Regions from separate parts of the Gasterosteus aculeatus genome. Here region 1 is linked to region 2. A link is a contact called in public Hi-C data. All regions are on one chromosome and are shown on one strand. Each heading gives the region's core, a stretch centred on a gene start, on an enhancer-like site or on the middle of the called end of the contact. The rest is flanking DNA. Distances are from core to core; before and after follow the strand shown.

Region 1 (6,173 bases), core at 2,609-5,108, 170 kb before region 2:
TGCATAAACCGCATGACTCTGGGACTCTTGGTTAGGGAGGAAAGGACTTTCCCTGCACAGGAAGCTGGAGATAAACACGCGGATGTGACAGCTCCTGTTCTTCTCTGGAAACTGCTGTTTTCGTGGCCGATCACCGACGTGCGTTTTTTCGGTTCATGACGCAAACAATCTGCACGACACGCCAAGCGATGCCCAACTTCAACTGTGACGGGGAAAAACATTTGCCACATTCATCTGAGCATTCCTTAAATATCAAAGAACATTTTTTAATTCCCCCGACCCCGTCCGTCAAGTCTCCCACGTGGGCCGCTAATAGCCTGGCGCTGATTCACTGGACAAACCTCCTCATCTGTCCTCCGGTTCAACCGCCCACACACAGCAGCCCACTGCTTCTGTGCAACACCTCGGGACAGGCAGAAAACATCCTCGCTGACTTCCTCCGAGGCGCGTGCAAAGCTGGCTTGCACTGATGCGAGTCAGCAATAATACATGAGTGAATTCAAGAATAGCTTTAGGGGGATGAATATCAGTTTTAAAGCATGCACACCTCCCTGCATTTGTTTACATGCATTAAAATACCAGATGTAAAACAAACAATGGGGGGGTACGTGTTGTGTTTTACATCTTGATCACTGACATGATAGTGGATGTCATGCTGTATATTACTTGTAACACAATGTCGCTTGGGAATTGCGTAACTGTAGATAATGATGGAAGCTTCATCCGCGCGGTAGATTCTATTATTATTCCCAGAGTGATTATTCCAACATAAAACATCCGGCAGTCGTTTGACTGATAACCTACTCCCCTCCATTCTCTGCTATTTAAGGGAGTGACCAAAAAGTCCACAAGCACATTGTGGAGTTGAAATTGATCTTTTAGTTGTAGATTCCTGTATTGTTAATATTACAGGTCCGTTCAGCAATTAGCAGATTGGGTTTAACATCTGCCCATTTGCAGATGAATTGACAAGAGTCCACGCAGCTTTGAAACTGGAATAACCCGTTGAAGAATTTGTGTCCAAAGTGTTTTTTCCTCCTCCTCGTTCTGTCCGAGGAGAGGAGGGTTGAGAGGAGCCACGTCTTACACAACACATTGGCACACAGGAATGCACAACAACAGTTTGCCCATCTGAATTGTGCATTAACTCATTATGATTAAAACAATAACCCACAGACCTTAGTAGCAACATCTACGTTGTGCAACAGCGTTACTTTGCGCTGCCGTTTATTCCCCGCACAGCAAAGAGCATAACGGGACTACAGTCCCTCACTTGGGGGAGGAAGACACGGCAGAAAATACAGCGATAAAGCGTATGGTCCCTCCTCGTAATGCCTTGGTGCATCGTTATAGATCACATATAAACCGACTATGACAACCCTACCTGATTTTTAGTCCATGAACGCGAAGACAGTTTACAGATCCGCGTCCTGCGCGGGGGTTAAATCGGGTCGCGCTTTGCCGTCATCCGGACTTTTCTCTTTTTTAATCGGATCGATACGTCGGCGTGAAGCCCTGCAGGTGTCGGCGCGGTGTTGCACCCCGGAGCCCGTGTGGTGCGCGCAGGGCACCGTTTTCAAAAACGTTGCGGCCCCCGGGGCTTTTTATCCGAGACGGACGGCGTCGAATGAAGGCGGCGGCATTGGGTTCACTACAGCATCCGGTTGAGACCTTCAGAATAAAGCGTGTGCGTAACTGTCAGCGCGGATTTATTTGTTGAGATCCACGCAGATGAGATGGCGTTAACGCGTAGATTAGTCAATTGTCCCTCTAATTAGCGTTATATGGTAGCGTTGAATCAAGAGGTAAAACAAAGTATCACTCCTGAGGAAAAAATAAATGACAAAAAAATAAATGAAAAGACAACAATAACAAGATATTAAGTAAGATTTGGGTTTACAGAGTCTACAAAGTATTAAACAAATTACAAATGGAGAAATGTTGCCCGTGAAGGGATCCAATCGGGGTATCTAGATTTTAGGCTTAATAATATTTTCATATGTTCACGTTAGGCCACAATTTACCAAATTGAAACATGAAAGTGAAACTGCTAACTATAAGATCAACCATGGCTGGAGGAATGACCTGTGATCAAGGTGGATTCATCCAGATGTGAGAGATCTGTCTGCATATCCTTCGCACCCAAACAGGTTTCGGTGGACATTGTTTTATTGTGGAGGCAGAACTGCCGACCTTCCGGGGTTGACGGACCTGCTGCTTTCTGGCTTGAAGCTGATTGGGATGCGAAAATGCAGCCCAGTGGTCGAGGGCCCTCCTCCAATACTCCCCCATCCCATCAGCTGGAATGGACCTCAGGCGGACATTACCCAGTTTAATGGGCCAGTACAAGTTGCCCATCACAATAGGAGCTCAAGGAATGTCATTTTCTCCAGAGACAGCGGTCTAGTTGTTGTAGCCCCGTGTGGCCCGAGGCAATTGAGTTTACTAGAGTTTCACTGCCCCAGAAAGAAGTAGCCACAGTAAGTGACAAAAGTATTGTCCCACTACTTAGGCGTGCGTACAATATGACGTGTTGTTTCTCCACAACCAGCTGCAAGTTGTACTCAAGTTACGACATCAAAGAATATGCAGGATGGCTTTTGTTTTGAACGGAGCAACAAAAGCCATCTTAGGTGGTCAAACAGGTTCATGAAAGCCAGTAGAAAGCAAGCTCCCAAAATGTGTCAGGCGACATTACTTTCATTTATTGGTGTAATGAGCCCATGCAGGGATTGGATTTTCATCCAAGCTTTTAGGCATAAAGTAACTTTTAAACCACTCGTCCTGCTGTCAAACCTTTTACCTTGAGGACCTCTATAAAGGCGTTGCAGAGATTATAGTTGGTAGGATTTAGTTCTACTGTGTTTGTCCACAGGGAACCTTGGAGAAACACTTTAGGTTTCCCTTCAACAAAAAGGGTCATTAAAAATGCTCAATAGAAGCCAGTGACACGGCTCCTCTGGATTAATATCCTGAGAGAAGTCAATCCTTTTGAAATTGACTTGATTTTATTATATTTTACAAGAACCGAGCTGTTGAATGTGATGTCGGGGATGTTACGGATACTGCATCGCTCTGGTGTGATCTGCTGTCACAAAACCACACAACAACAACAACAGTCCCTTGTCTGGAAAACAAGCAACAGTTCATCCCTCTTTTGAAAGCTTCACCAGGGCGATTAAAATAGCATTTATTTTACACTATTAATTGTGGTCCAGCGATCCTCATGCAAGAGAGAAGCACACTAAAATAAACAAACAAACCATGAGAAATCTGCTGTTTTGTTCACCTATGGTTATAGGTGAACTAAACAGCAGAGTTCTTGGTTTACATTCGACAATTGATACTATGCACTTGATACTATAATTAAGTACTAAAAGCTAAAAAGACAAAACCCTTATTCTAATGTAAACCAAGGTGGAGCCCGGTTCTGATATCATTCTTTTAAAACTCAATCGCCATGGCGATATACTGATACTGATCATTTAAAAGAACTGGTGTTTACGTTGGCTGAGCACTTTGTACTCACTACAAAAGGTTAAGCAAATAGCTTAAATATTCAAATATACAAAGTCCCAACTGACAGATTTTGCCTACATGCTTATATGAAAAAAATGTGACCACCGTTTTTACTCCCAATTCAGAATATTTCTAAAGGCCTAAAAAAACCCAAATCATTATGATGCTGTAAAGGTTTGAATAAAATGTATGAAACACGCTAACTGTGTTGACAAGACTAAAAAAAACGTTCAAACAAGTTACAATATTTGGACCGGTAAAACATAAATCCCTAAGTTTACGATGTAGTCGAAATCTGCATTTAAACAACGTCTGAGCAAAACAACGGAGTAAAAAACTACATTTCCCAGGCTGCACTGCAACACATTAGTTGAGAGGTCGAAGACGTAAAACGCACGCTTCCCCGAAACAACAACAAACCGCTGTATCTGTATCTATCCCATTGTTCTGTGTTGTTATCGTGGCTCGCTGTTTGCAGAAATGTCCGCAAAGGCCAAAGATATCCTGAAGATGGATCTGTACGGTTTACTCGGCATTGACATCACCGCTACATCGAAACAGGTGTGTAAGTAAGCTAGCCGTTGAGCTAGTTAGCTCTGAGCACAGTCGTTATTTTACACGCGCGTCACAGAAGGGACCCACGCTGCTTCGGCAGATATCTTTACCAAACCGTTGGCTAAACTAACGTGACATGTCACAACGGTTGTGTTTGCACAAGGGCCGACTGGCGTGACGCGTTAGCCTGTTAGCAGCAGGCTAACGAGGCATTAGCTTGTCGCATTGGAGCCTGTTTAGCAGTATGTTTTGAATGAATGCCCCGCGCGTGTTACCTTGACACGAGTCTTTCTCCGCGAGGGGAGAAAAGCGAGGTGAGCAGGGCTGAAATAACCGGGTGGAAAAAGACCTAAAGTCCGGTTTGTGGCTGAGTGGTGAAGGTGTCGTGCGCCGAGGAGGCCACACGGTGGCGACGTTGGATCAGTTTAGGCTTTCGCGAGAGCGACGTGAACGGCCTTTGGTGATAATCGATACATTTTAGGGCTGAAATCAGTTTTGATCACATAGTCAGTTTTTTTCCCGATTAAATACAAGGAGAAATGTTGAGCTATGTTTAAAATGACCCATAATCCAAAACCCACGAATATATTACATTTAATATGATTTTGAAGAGGGAAAACCAGCAAACTATCACCACGAAGAAAATGAGAATGTCTGGCATTACTCTTTGATTAATAGACTAATTATGTAAACTCTTAAGAAATTGGCAATTGTATAGATACTAAATTCATTTATGTTTTTTAGTCCACCAACCTGTCTAAACGGCACATCTGATCACCAATACATGATGAGGCCTGGTAGATGCTGTATTACTATGGGCAACCTTCTTTTGGATGGATTTTGAATCAACTCCTAATGTACTTCATTTCCTACTCCCAGAGTGGTTTACCATAATGTTCTCAATCCCGCTTTTTCCCCAAGACCCCCTCTCATCACAGTTTCCAGCATCGAGAATTCCACAAGCCCAATGGGAAAATTAAAATTGCGGGCGAAATGAGGGAAGGCTGTAATTTCTTAATTGGATTTCAAAGTCCTGTCCTCCCCGGAGGACGATCCTGGAGGAAGTTAGCGGTTATGGCTCGGGTAGAATCGAGACTCTCAAAATGCAGAAAGCTGGTTCTGTGAGGTCTGTCGATGTGCGTTTGTGTGCGTGTTACATTACGTTAAAAAGTGCGTGGAGACCGATGCCATCAGATGGGCTACTAATCCCAGTTTTTTCAGCTGCTGCTCCACCACCTCCATCAGGCATGTTCTTCAGTGGAAGAAGCGCGTCCCACAGCCTGTTTATGTGGCCTCTGCCACAGCTTCTAAAACGTCGTCTCGACAGTAGAAGTCTTGCGTATGCATCTCCTCCATGTTCTATGTAGCAACCTTTTCTCTTATTGGCTGGCTGATTAGATGACTATAGATGCTGAGTTCTGCTGGAAGCCGATACCGAGGCCTCTCCACCATCTAAAAAGTCATTCCCATGCATATCAGCGGGACTTGGGTAATTATTGCCAAGTGTGTGTGTACCTACCACAGATTGCTCGGTGAGATAATGGTAACAACCGAGACCACACAAAACGTATTTTGCTTTATTCAGCTTGCAGCGTACCTGATGTGTTGCAGTGTGTACGGTGCATGGACAGTGTACGTGTGGACAGAGCATCAGAGGACAGACGAGGACGAGCTTCTTCTTTGAGTGTCTGCTCGGTCAGAGTAGGTGGATTATGTTGCATCTGGTGGTGCACTGGGGCACCTTACCAGCCAAGCATGTGGTCATCTGGAGTTCCAGGTCTTTCAACACGAGACGGCAGCGCCAAAGCCAAGTTACCTTTCAGTTACAATTAGTCTGAGGTCACGAATCCCGCTGTGAGCATTGGCCTTCAAAGTGAACGTAGGGTCGTCCTGCCTTAATGCGGAGTATGACTGGCGCTTTGTTCCATCAGGTTCACAATCACACAACCACATGAAAAGTCCATCACAGTGTCTCACTGTTTCCCTTCATTACATCCCGTTTTTCTTATTAGGTGTGGTCACATTGGCCCTGTCTCCGCTCCTCCTCATCCTTTTACCCGCTGCGCCTATTATTGTTATTATTGTCCTCCAGCTGATAA
Region 2 (6,451 bases), core at 1,378-3,877:
GAGCTCGGCGGCGGCTTGTTGTGCTCGCTCAGGAAGCCCTGGATGTAGTCCGCCAGCTCGTAAATCATCACCTAGGTGAACAGGTAGGGCAAGTCAACAGCAGCAGCTGCGTTCAGACCAGTTGATGACGTACGAACGCATGTCGCGTCGGGTCCACTAGATTTATTCCCTTTGATTTGTATTGCTTACGTCCAGCCATATGATATAGTGCACTATCTCTACCACTTGTTTGCACTTGCCTGTTTGTGAACTACTGGTCTAGACATACTGTGTATCTGCGCGTCCACGCATCCTCACCTCCCCGCATCGTGCATCCGCCAGCTTAGCGAGTTCACTCTGAAGGTTCTGGAGGTTTTCATTTGACAGACCTTTGGCATTTTTCAGCTGCAGCTCCGGAGGCCTGTCGGTGCCACAAGACGCAAATGACCAAGAATGAATGATCACGGAGATGACATTTAACCATCCACATTGGATTTCTGTTCAGATAATAACAAAGACAATGCAAAAAAAAACAAAAGCTCATCTAAAATACAGCACTGTCACGAATGTTTGGTTTTATGAAATAAGAATTCCCTAAGAACAACGTAAAGATCTTGTTTTTACAATAAACTTTACGTTCCCAGGCATGTGCTCACTAATGAATTAGGAGCACTTCGCCTCACATTAAACATTGTGATACGAGGTTACCTTGCAAAGGCCTTAGTGACTACATGGGTAAAGGTCAGGGGTCAGCACTCACGCGTCTGGGTACGTCGGTGGGCATTTGACGCGCAGGTCCACGGTCACGTAGCATTCCCGCCCGCTGCTCAGCCCGTTTGGCCGCAGGCAGAGGTGCACCTCTGGAGGCCTTTTAACCTGAAAACACAGCCGATGATGACGCAAACGGCGGCCCCGGATAACTACGGGTCGCGTTCCGCTCACGTCTCCCGGCCGCCGTTACCTTCCACGGGTCCTTGTCGCGCAGATCCACGAAGTCATCCGCGAAGATGGACGCGAGCGCCTGCAGCTCGTTCTCCTGCTGGACCGAGCGCTCCTCTGGCGCTTCCGTAGGAGCGCGCTGACGGCTCATTCCCCTGCCTCGCCTACATGGCGGTCGTCCCGCCGAAGGGTCGCTCCCTCGCGGCCGGCAGAGGCGAGGAGAAGGAGGAGGAGAAGGAGGAGAAAGCGCGGCCCCGCGTTCACTCGGTAAAGCTAACGAACGTGGCAGGAAGTCGCCCGGCCGTCATTACGCAGCTCACCGCACACGGACGACCGCGACAAGCAGCTGCTGCTAGCCCGCGCGTGCCTGCTGCGTCGCAGGTGTTACGTCATCACGTAAGGTTCTCAGGAACGGCCTCCAGGGGGCGGTGCTGATCCTGCACGGGGTTCACTCAAGTAAATGTAAGAAGAAATGTGTATCTAGTGTGAGAAATGTCTTCTTGCAATTACTTGAGTGAACTCCACCATGCCCCCCTCAAACTGCTACGGTTAGGATGTCTTATCACTCCATTTTATAAAATATTCAGATTTTGTTTCAAGTGTACGGTGTGTTTCTCACCACCGTGGCACCTCATATGACGTGCTCACTTAAGTTCTAACCTTTACTCATCAAAAGCTTCATCAGCTGCTGCGTTATAGAACATCAGGCATTTTTGTTGAGAGATGAATTAAGATAGGGATGTGATATTGGTTCCGGGATGATATAATAAACAATGAGATAATATTCAACAGTAAAGTAAAATGTATAGTCAACTCATCACCACATACTGGTGCTTTTGTAGTTCCCCCGAAGTTGAGGTTGCCGACTCTTCGGCTCTTTCCAAATGTTTTTTCTTCTATTTCAATCACTCCTTTTAATGACAATGATTCATGAAATTCCATGAGGTCTTGGCGAGCTCACAGAAGGAAGGGGCAAAATGCCGCTGTTGCTTGGCCCACGTGTCCTTAATTCATGTATCAAAACAGCATTCAATCTATGACATTATTCTTTGGCACTCAAATACCTATGAGATGCTTCAGTTGCATCCAGCTCCCACATGTATCTGTGGAGATAAAGAGGTACCACCGCTATATATAGAAGGTTCTTTATCTGGTGGGGCAGCGTGGAGCAGAAGAATGCTCTCACATACCTCCAGCTTTTATATAACTTCACATATTATTCATCCCCCTTTGACCTGTGGGTCATTATTCCTCAACCTGAATCAGATTGTTCCTTTAAAGCTCACAAAAACACAAACGCTGTGACCATCTTTGGGAATGATGTGGCATCAACAAATAATCTGTCAAATGTGTGTATCATTCCTGCATTACCTCATTAATATATAGAAAAGTGGGTGGCACAAATATGGACCTCCTCTTTGCTGTCTCACGGCTAAGGGCTCATTAATGACTCTCTTGCTCACCATAACCCTAAAAGGAGACAGCCGGGCCAATCAGGTGGGAGCACTGACACCACATGCCTCCCAGACAGCCAGATCCCACACAGAGCCGGCTGGCGTTACCATCAGCTGTTCCACAAGTCCAGGAAGCTCAGTGCACATACCAGCAGCACGGTTCACAGGCATTCGCAATGTTTTCATCTCCTTAACAAGACACGAGTGACGCCGTCCCGACCGGGTCGTCAGAGTTGGTCCCTTGAGCGTATTAAAGCGTCTGAGAGATATGTTTGTTGATCGTACGTCACCCATGAGATTAACAGAAATCATAGTATTTCAAAGCTCTGATTGGAAGAAATTCAAAGTGTCTTAATTTATGGTTGCAGGGCTAAAGAAAAGTTACTGCAACACCCACGCGAGAGTGTTTTAAGACGTAAAGTTACATGTGTCATAAAGTCAATGAGAGATACATTCATCATAAAAAAGGCAGATTACTTTTTATCTTCCTTTAAGAAATGAACTGCAATAACGTACATATTGTTCTCTTGTTTAAATGATACAATAATCCCAATAATATCTCATTAAGCATTGCTCAAAGTTCATAACGTTTCATTCTCAACCACCCCTTTCTTATCACTGTGTCAGAGTGTCTGGGAAGTCCCATCCATGTATGTGAAACCCACTTTCGTGTGGCTCGTTGATTTTTGAAGGCAGCTCTTATTTGGACTTCTGTGAACCCCCGGCCCCGCCCCTGGTCCCTAGAACCAGTCCGGGTCTTATTTAAGGGGCTCTTGCCTCCCTCGGTCTTTGTACCAGTGGAAGCATCCGCCTACCAGTGCACCTTGGTGAGTCCATTCACCACTTGTTCATCTGAATTGCTTTTAACTTTTGTGTCATTTGGGAGATTTGTTTCTTCATAGTTAATGTGTCTTTTAAACTAACGAGGCTTAAACAAATGAAAGGATGATGTAACTTCATGGCTTTCACGTTTATAATGATTAACTGGACACGAATGCTTCAGTTACAACTGGACTTACTGGTTATGTTATGTTGACTGCCATAGGACATTGTAATTAGCCTTATTAGTGATGATTTTCTGCGACTAACACTTCATACTAGAGAACGTTTCTGTGGAACGGTGTGGATGGAATCAAAGACGTCATAGTATAACTTGGACCGGCACATAAAAGATGTGGAGAAGTCCGCCGTAACCGCGCGGGCTCTAATGAATGAAGCTAAACGGCAGCTGGGGCACGGAGCCATGTAGTAAAACTAAAGTGCCACGGTGTGCAGACGGATGTGTGCTGGCACGGCTCTCAGACAAGATCCGAGATGCGAGTGTCATTTGTTTCACCCTGTTGAGCACAGCGTGAGTACCGAGCTTAAAATAGATATTCAGCTTTCCCCGTTATCCCCTTTTTTGGTGCTACCTCAGCAGCTCTGAGATGTCCCAGGAACAATCACGGCGGCGGTGATATGGTATCAGCAGTTGTGCAGCACGTTTGGCACCAAAATAGCACGCACCTCAGGCACGTCTAATTAGCTCTCTATAAAAAGGACCCATTGAGATGGGCTGTGTTTGTGTTTCCAACTTCAGCAGCTACGAGAGCAGGTCTTCAAAGAGACACTGCATCACGGCAAATGCTTCTATTAATTAAACGAGTCTATGGTCTAGTCACTTCATCACAAAATGATCCGGCCATGAAGTGTCTGTGGTTGTTCAATTATAACAGCTATGTGTTCTATGACAGGCAGCTTAGACAGCTGTTTCTGAATCTCATCCTAAACCTCCTGCTCCCCCCCTTCATACTCACTTCAAATGTTAGACCGCCCCGGTGAAGCCTAATCATGTGTGACGACGAAGAGACCACTGCCCTCGTGTGCGACAATGGCTCTGGCTTGGTCAAGGCTGGATTTGCAGGGGATGACGCTCCCCGCGCTGTCTTCCCCTCCATCGTCGGAAGGCCCCGACACCAGGTGAGCTAAACAAAAGACATCTTAAAAAAAACAAAGTTACAGAGGTATAAGAAAGAGTCTTATGTTCCTCTCGTGCTTCTCCTCTCAGGGCGTGATGGTGGGTATGGGTCAGAAGGACAGCTACGTAGGTGATGAGGCCCAGAGCAAGAGGGGTATCCTGACCCTGAAGTACCCCATCGAGCACGGCATCATCACTAACTGGGATGATATGGAGAAGGTGCGTGTTGACGGTGACCTGTTTACGTTGAGGATCCCCAGCCGTCGTAAAAGCCGCTTGTACACAGAGGACCTGGTTGTTGTTTATTCAGTTGCGTTGTTCCGCTCCTGACATCAGCTGCTGTCTCTCTCCCCTGCGGCAGATCTGGCACCACACCTTTTACAACGAGCTGCGTGTGGCCCCCGAGGAGCACCCCACCCTGCTCACCGAGGCCCCCCTCAACCCCAAAGCCAACAGGGAGAAGATGACCCAGGTACTTTACGACCACTGCCCCTACGATCCGCTTCGACGTATTTTTTCTCCTGGGTTGAGAAAAAACGTTCCGTTTGTTTTTTCTCGCAGATCATGTTTGAGACCTTCAACGTTCCCGCCATGTACGTGGCCATCCAAGCTGTCCTGTCCCTGTACGCCTCTGGCCGTACCACCGGTAAGTGACCCGCCGCTTTTAGCGAATGGACCCGTGTCTGGTCTGTAGTCGGTTAAGCAACGCGCTAAAAGAAGAAGAGGTTGTGGCGCAAAGGCAGAAACCGTTGTACACTTAGACTCTGAGGCCGGATAGATTCCTGCCTCATGGTCGAGGCCTAGGTGCATAACACCTCTCTCGTCAGCAGCGCTGCATAGTTCATGACGCGTGACATACTTGAATGGGACGGACCTCAGCAGGCACACGTAGCTGACACACCGGGGTCCTTTTCTGCTCACCGAAGGTATCGTGCTGGACTCCGGTGATGGTGTGACCCACAATGTACCCATCTATGAGGGTTACGCTCTGCCACACGCCATCATGCGTCTGGACCTGGCCGGTCGCGACCTGACTGACTACCTGATGAAGATCCTGACTGAGCGTGGCTACTCTTTTGTCACGACCGGTAGGTCCTTGCCATCGCGGTTAGTACGGTACGTTTAATGAGGGGGAAGCGTCCGGTTTCTCAAGACTCAAACTTTTTTGCTCCGTAGCTGAGCGTGAGATTGTGCGTGACATCAAGGAGAAGCTGTGCTACGTGGCTCTTGACTTTGAGAACGAGATGGCCACCGCTGCCTCCTCCTCCTCCCTGGAAAAGAGCTACGAGCTGCCCGACGGTCAGGTGATCACCATCGGTAACGAGCGTTTCCGTTGCCCAGAGACCCTCTTCCAGCCTTCATTCATTGGTAAGCGATTGGTCGCACTGTTCGTGTTGTGGATAGTTCTGATGTACACTGTTTTCTCGGCGCTAAACTCACTGTCATGGTTTCTACCAGGAATGGAGTCCGCTGGTATCCATGAGACCGCCTACAACAGCATCATGAAATGTGACATCGACATCCGTAAGGACCTGTACGCCAACAATGTGCTGTCCGGTGGTACCACCATGTACCCTGGTATTGCTGACCGCATGCAGAAGGAGATTACAGCTCTGGCCCCAAGCACCATGAAGATCAAGGTGAGAGAACTAAAAAGGTTTTAAGTCATTACGTTCAATCACAAACCAAATGTAAGACTCATTAAAACCTAAATGCGTCTACGCCTTGCTTAGATCATCGCTCCACCTGAAAGGAAGTACTCCGTCTGGATCGGCGGCTCCATCCTGGCCTCCCTGTCTACCTTCCAGCAGATGTGGATCAGCAAGCAGGAGTATGACGAGGCCGGTCCCTCCATTGTCCACAGGAAATGCTTCTAAACACACAACCAACCTCCTTTTGACCATGCATTTGTACGTTTGTCTCCTGTATATATATGTGTTTGTTCTATTGTAATAAAAATAAGCCACGGTGAGAGTGTCTCCTCTATTGTGTTTGCTTCCAGCAACATACACATAATGTGGGATCTCTGCACACACCTCATATTAGTGTGTCCTATGCCAGTCCATCTTCTCTCACATGCCTTTACGGAGATGCTTCCCCTGGTGGTGGAATATCAAATTTC

The links. A called contact is a pair of places that touch in the nucleus more often than the background predicts.
Region 1: a contact with region 2 is called in a Hi-C map of skeletal muscle, with 2.3 times the contacts expected there. The contact joins the promoter of dnajc17 here to the promoter of eif2ak4 in region 2. A contact is called at or near these places in 2 of 6 Hi-C or Micro-C datasets (both in skeletal muscle).

Annotation. Positions count from the first base shown.
Region 1 is chr15:3,769,277-3,775,449 of fGasAcu3.hap1.1, reverse strand. It overlaps dnajc17 (DnaJ (Hsp40) homolog, subfamily C, member 17), which reads left to right and starts at 3,858. Exons shown (of 11, transcript XM_040198968.2): 1 at 3,858-4,080. The coding sequence starts at 4,000. LOC120832520 (inverted formin-2) reads right to left here and starts at 1,635. Exons shown (of 22, transcript XR_013452763.1): 1 at 1,385-1,635.
Region 2 is chr15:3,600,098-3,606,548 of fGasAcu3.hap1.1, reverse strand. eif2ak4 (eukaryotic translation initiation factor 2 alpha kinase 4) reads right to left here and starts at 2,627. Exons shown (of 39, transcript XM_040198836.2): 1 at 941-2,627; 2 at 740-855; 3 at 298-400; 4 at 1-71. The coding sequence starts at 1,069. It overlaps actc1b (actin alpha cardiac muscle 1b), which reads left to right and starts at 3,036. Exons shown (of 9, transcript XM_040198957.2): 1 at 3,036-3,199; 2 at 4,181-4,331; 3 at 4,420-4,548; 4 at 4,691-4,801; 5 at 4,891-4,975; 6 at 5,256-5,417; 7 at 5,506-5,697; 8 at 5,788-5,969; 9 at 6,063-6,301. The coding sequence starts at 4,203. The coding sequence ends at 6,206.